2 separate regions of the Triticum aestivum genome follow, and region 2 is linked to region 1. Evidence: chromatin contacts called from public Hi-C data. All regions are on one chromosome and are shown on one strand. The core of a region is the stretch at or near the end of the contact, and the rest is flanking DNA. Distances in the headings are between cores, read along the strand shown.

Region 1 (2,960 bases), core at 117-2,616:
GATTCTAACTATCTATACAAGTCACAAGCCTGTAACTGATGTGAGTTCATCAGTTCAAATGCATTCATACTATTTTTGTTTGGTTCAAAAACAAACAATCATGCATTCTAGGAAAGTATGATTATGGTGCCTTCAAGCGTAAGAAGAAACAGAAATTAGAAGAAGAGTGGAGAACATAAAGACATTGATGGACTTGAATTGTTTTGCATATTTGTTTTCATCCAGGATTCAGTTAAGAAATCTATGGGCCCTGTTGATATTCTTAGTTGTTGATGAAGCGCCCCTTCAATCCTAATGCTATTATTGCAGGATTTTGTTAACAATTCCTGTAACTGTTGCATCTGCGCAAAGGAGCTTTTTTAAACTCAAGTTGTTGAATTCTACTATGACACAGGAAAGACTCAATGGTTTGGCGACAATAGCACTTATGTCTTGGAGAACATTAATTATAAAGACATAATTGAAGATATCATTTCAAGGAACGCAGGACAGATGGCACTTTTCAGTAGAGCATGAGGTCAGTTTACTGGTTTTAATCTTTTGCATTGCTACTTGAGAATTTTCTAAACATTGTACTAAATAACTTACATTTAAATTGTATAATTAAGTGATTATGCTTGAGTTATATTGGGCCCCATTTTGTTTTTCGCACCGGGGACCCGATTTCCAGGAGACGGCCTTGCTAAACAGGTTTAACAACTCTAAATTCTTGCTATGGTATTCAAGCTTTGACGGTAACTAGAAGTTCTTGGTCAATTCACAGAAGCAGGTTTAGTGTCATTTTTATAGTTCTCAAAAACAACAGACAAGCACCTCACAAGTTTAAAAATCTGCTTCGTTCCAGGGAGAGGTTAAGGCATACCTTGGTTCTGGATCTTCTCCGACAGCACCACAAGTCTGTTCTTGTCACTCCCAGGGTCCTCAACTACAGGCTTGACCCGCGGCATGTCCAGTAGGGGCCTGGAAGCAGGGGGGCAAGAAAATTCAGCGCTGCGCTACTACTCCGATGCCCCTACCGCTGTTAAACACGACGGCCACTTGGAAGTTGGAACCATCAAGATGTTGTGCTATCCTGCAACTGGGACCATTAAATCATAGAGGTGAGCGGCGGGTGTTACCCGGAGCGGAGCAGGCGAGTGACGGCGGAGGCGAGCTCCCGGGGGATGCGGAGCGCCCAGAGCTGCAGCTGCTGCTCGAACTTGCTCTCATCCAGCTTCTCCATTACCGCACACCCAGACACGCGCCCTCCTTTCCCTGAGGTTTCTAGGGTTTTGGACGCGGGGTGGGGGGAGGAGAGACGGCGGTCGGTGGGAGGCAGAACTCGCTCTCTTTTTTTTTTGAGGCTAACAGAACTCGCTCTCGGCCGGAGTCGTGGGGCGAGAGGCTAACCGTCGTGGGTCAGGACGCTTAATGGGCTGGATGAAGCATTGCTCGGCCCAAAGCATTTTTAGTTTTTGTTTTTTTAGAAAAGCATTTTTAGTTCACCACTTCGCGTTTTGGACCCGCTCGTTGGGCCAGTGCTGCGTCGGCTCCCATCGGTTTCGTTTTCGGGAAGGTCCTAGTCCTATAACTTTCCCTGGACAGGGTTTCCTTCCCCTCAAAAAAAAAGGACAGGTTTCCTTCCCCTAAAAAAATGGACAGGTTTCCATTTTTTATCTTTTTTCCTTTTTATTATTGATTTCCCCGTATTTCTTTCTGATTTTCTACTATTTTCTATTTTTACATTCGTGAATATTTTGAACACTTTGAAACAAAATAGTTAAGATTGCAAATGTTTTTGAATTTGTGAATATTTCCCAAAACCATTAGCATATTTGTATGCAAACATATTTGAAAATCACAAATATTTTTTCAAATTCGTTAATTGGTTGAAGTTGCAGACATCCTTCAAAATAGGAAACATAATTTTAAATTAAAAAATATCATACATTTTTATGAATTTTTGTAGGATTTTTGAATTCAGAGATATTTTTTAATTTTTGAATATTTTATCAAATCCATTATTATTTTTGAACTCATAAAAATTTCTTAAATTTAGATAATTTTTAAAATTTGCGGGTGTTTTCAAATTCAAGAAAAAAAATTAGTTCAAACGTACATATTCAAATTTGTGATTTTTTGAATTAGCAAACATGTTTTAGTTTCATTATATATATGTTTTGAATTCACAACAAATTTTTCGAATTTATGAACATCTTTTCAAATTCGTGAACATTTAAATCTTGCTTTTTAATAAAAATAATAAAATTCATGAACATTTTTTAAAAATCGTGAATGCTTTCTAAATCCATGCACTTTTTCCTTCAAAAAAGAACTTTTTAAAAATATAATATTTCACATTTAAATACTTTTTGAAAATAAAACCTAATTTTCTACCTTTTCTACGAAATTTTAAAAAGGGCAAAAAGGAGGAGGATAACATGTAAGCTTTTTTTAGACAATCTCACAAAGCATTATTAAATTGTCACAATGTTTACAGCAATGAATGTAAGGGATCCGATATGACCTGACCAAATATGGTGGCCAACCCCCAAGATAAAGCATGCCTCGCTAAATTTTGAGACTCAGCATTCGGGCTTCTAAATTCATGTATGAAATTATACCTAGCAAAGACTCTAGAAACGACAACGATTTATTGGATAATTGCACCATAACTTGTTGTACTTCCTTGCTTGACATGGATCCAATAAACATATAGATCGTCATCTAGTGCCAAAGCTTTCCTTGCGCTAGAGCTTCCAAAGCTATTGGATCCTCTATCCACACAAAAACTATAAAAGATGCCCCCAAAATCCTCCAAGGTGGTCCTTGCATACTGCTCTCAACGGCTCCAATCGATTTGTTCCTTGTCAGTGATGCATCAACATTTATTTTGCATATTCCATCAGGTGGACCCAACCAATGGTTTGATCGTGGAGGGGCTGATCTAGTGCTTGTTGAGGCAGGTTTCTGCAAAATAT
Region 2 (2,898 bases), core at 122-2,621, 140 kb before region 1:
CCCTCTCTTTTGCCCAACCTCTCCTTCGTCCAACATCACTATATATGGTCCCACATTCCCTTCTCCTGTTTGATTTTTTTCGTCCCATCTCTGATTTTTCTCCCAAATAGTAATATTCTTTGGCACGTCAATAAGTGCTTAACAATAAGATGGCAATTTTCCTCCCATATCTGATCTTTCTCCTAAATAATATTTTCTTTGGTAAGTCAATAAATTCTTACCAAGTAAGTGCTTAATCTCATCTACTAAAATGTTTACAGCAATGATAAATCCCGAACGTTTGGATTTTAAGCATGGCAACCCGAACGTTTTTTTATGGCAACTTTAGTTCACGTGAGGATGGCAAACATTGCAATTTTCTGACAAAAAAACGATCTGGGACAAAGTTGTCATGTCTTAACAACTAAAGTTGCCACCTCGCGTAGACTAAAGTTGCCATGTAAAAACGTTCGGGATGAAATGCTTAAAATCCGAACGTTCGGATTTTATCGGGGTCCAATGTTTATACCCCCGTTGCAACCCACGGGCAATTATTTAGTCAATGAAATGTCTGCAATGAACTAAAGGATACAATAGTAGATGCACTGGATAACAAAAAAACGTCCACCACTCCATCATATGAAGTGTTCAGCCTCGCTATTAAAAGTTGTACATGTATAATTAAGCATCCAAGTTCATGAATCATAATTTAAGCACCAAAGTTCTAGTAGCACGAACCAATTCGCCTTAGACAAGTTCTTCTGATAGTGCTGGTAGAGCGCAGTGGCGGTGTCAACGTGCCAGACCGTGACATTCTTGACCTGCGGCGAGGACGACTTCTGGAAGGTCTGCAGGTACGAGCCAGTGGGCGAGAGCGCCGCGGCGGTGAGGCCTGGGAGGTCGAAGGACCTGATGACGGAGAGCGAGCTGCAGTCGTAGACGGTGGCCGAGGCCGAGGCCACCGTCGCCAGGAGGCGGGAGCCGTCGCGAGAGAAGGACGTGGCGCTGCACGCCGTCTTGGGGAGCCTCTGCGGCGGGCTGGAACCGGGCGGGTAGGGAGGGCCGGGCCACACCGTGAAGCCGTCGGGCTCGCGCACTGCGGTTGGCCCCAGTCGCGAGTTACGTCAGACGGGCGCAAGATTAGGGGAAAGCACCGCGAGGGGAGGAGCCAGCGTACCTAGGATGGCGAGGGATGGCTGCTGCGATGCCATGGCCGACTGCGCGAGAAGGTCTCGGCGACCGGCGGAGAGATCAGAAGCGCAGCTGCGGTGGAGGCGGCGGCGCGGCGAGGGGACTTTGCTGGATGCGGGTGGTGCCTATGTCATGCCTTCCTCACTGACACATGGGGGTCACTGGTTTGTGGGCCTCAGTTTTTGTTAGGGCATTGTGGGCCTTTGTTCGTAGGTACAGAAACGGAAGAAAAACTTCGGCGGGCCAATAAACAGATTACGCTGCATTCCTGGGAAATGGCCGGCTCATTCTGGCGCGAGAGCTTTTTTTTCTCAAACAAAAAACCGGTTTTCCCTCAAAAAACAAAAAAGAAACGATTTTCTTTTGAGGAGCTAAATAACTAAAAGCCCTATTACAAAACAGAAAAAGCATATTTTTCAGTATAATTTTTTTGAGAGGGTTCAGTATAATTTTTTAAAAAGTTCGTGTATATTAAAAATATGTTCAACATATATTAAAAAAGTTCATCGTATATTAGAAAAATGTTCAGTGTTTATTAAAAAATGTTCAATAAATATTAAAAAGATTAGTTTGTATTCAAAAAATGATCACCGTATGTTAAATAATTGTTCACAATGTATTAAAAAGAAAAGAAAGAAAGAAAGAAACCCAAATAAAAATACGAAACCGGAAAGAACAAAAGAAAGGCACAACAAGCAAATGACAAACATAGTGGCGCACAACGAACTAGACCCATCCCACCACGCTCGCCAACAAGCATTGGCTCCTCTAGTGGATTTGACATCCTAGTGTGCGTGTATGTCGAGGGATGGATAGCGACCAAACACGCACCCCGCACGGTAATGGGCCGCCTGGCCGCCCCACTCGGCCGTCTTTTGTCATCGATTTTGGTGGAGTGACCCTGATCCTATAATCGATAGTTTTGTTTGAAAAGTTGATTCATCTTGAAGGTACCATATAAGTCACAGTTATCATGAGTCGTGGTGAAAATATATGTTGAACCGAATGTGCACATATTCATTTGATCCGACAGTCTTCCTCCCGATGATTGTATTGAAAAAAGACCAATAGAGTTATTTTTTTGCATGCCCTGAGCTATTGAGGCAGTCCACTTAGAAAGTGGGAACATGGCTACCCTGCCAAAGGAACAGTGTAGTATCTTTTTTTCCATCTCTTGTTACTGAGGTATTTTTCTTACCTATACAAAACATATCATATGAAGTTCAGAGTAATCACAGGAAACAATAGAATCAGCCAACCATGTGACGGAGGGTGATTGTGCCACTGAAATATACAACAGCTGAACCTTCCAGGAGGGATGCAAATGAGATTTCGCTCACATGGACGTTATACGTAGGCCCAAAATAATAGGCACACTTTTCTATTCATTATTTGTTGTACTATCGGCTATGGATTTTGCTACAGTATAAGAGCATCTTCAATGGGCGCGTTGGAAAAAACGACTATTTGACGTGCGCACGATCAAAACCGGCGCTCCAGCAGACGCGCTAAAATCCCACGTGCGGCAATGTTAGTTTAACGCGCTGGGAAAAAGGCATCGCGCGCTGCTTATTTGGTGCGCCCGCTCCCGCGCGCTGGACATGGCAATCGGGGGCGCGAATATCACCAACCACTAGATCTGAAACCTCCAGGAGTTGGCGCCTCCGCCCGCACCTTCCCCATTCGCTCCGGCGACCCATCGGCGCTTCCCCCGCCTATCCCCGCGCG

Evidence for each region. A called contact is a pair of places that touch in the nucleus more often than the background predicts.
Region 2: a contact with region 1 is called in a Hi-C map of leaf, with 4 times the contacts expected there. The contact joins the promoter of LOC123137412 here to the promoter of LOC123137410 in region 1. A contact is called at or near these places in 2 of 5 Hi-C or Micro-C datasets (both in leaf).

What each region holds. Positions count from the first base shown.
Region 1 is chr6B:447,209,651-447,212,610 of IWGSC CS RefSeq v2.1, reverse strand. LOC123137410 (tRNA (guanine(37)-N1)-methyltransferase) reads right to left here and starts at 1,366. Exons shown (of 11, transcript XM_044557161.1): 1 at 1,119-1,366; 2 at 863-960. The coding sequence starts at 1,222.
Region 2 is chr6B:447,349,083-447,351,980 of IWGSC CS RefSeq v2.1, reverse strand. It overlaps LOC123137412 (eukaryotic translation initiation factor 2A), which reads right to left and starts at 1,371. Exons shown (of 13, transcript XM_044557165.1): 1 at 1,157-1,371; 2 at 718-1,075. The coding sequence starts at 1,190.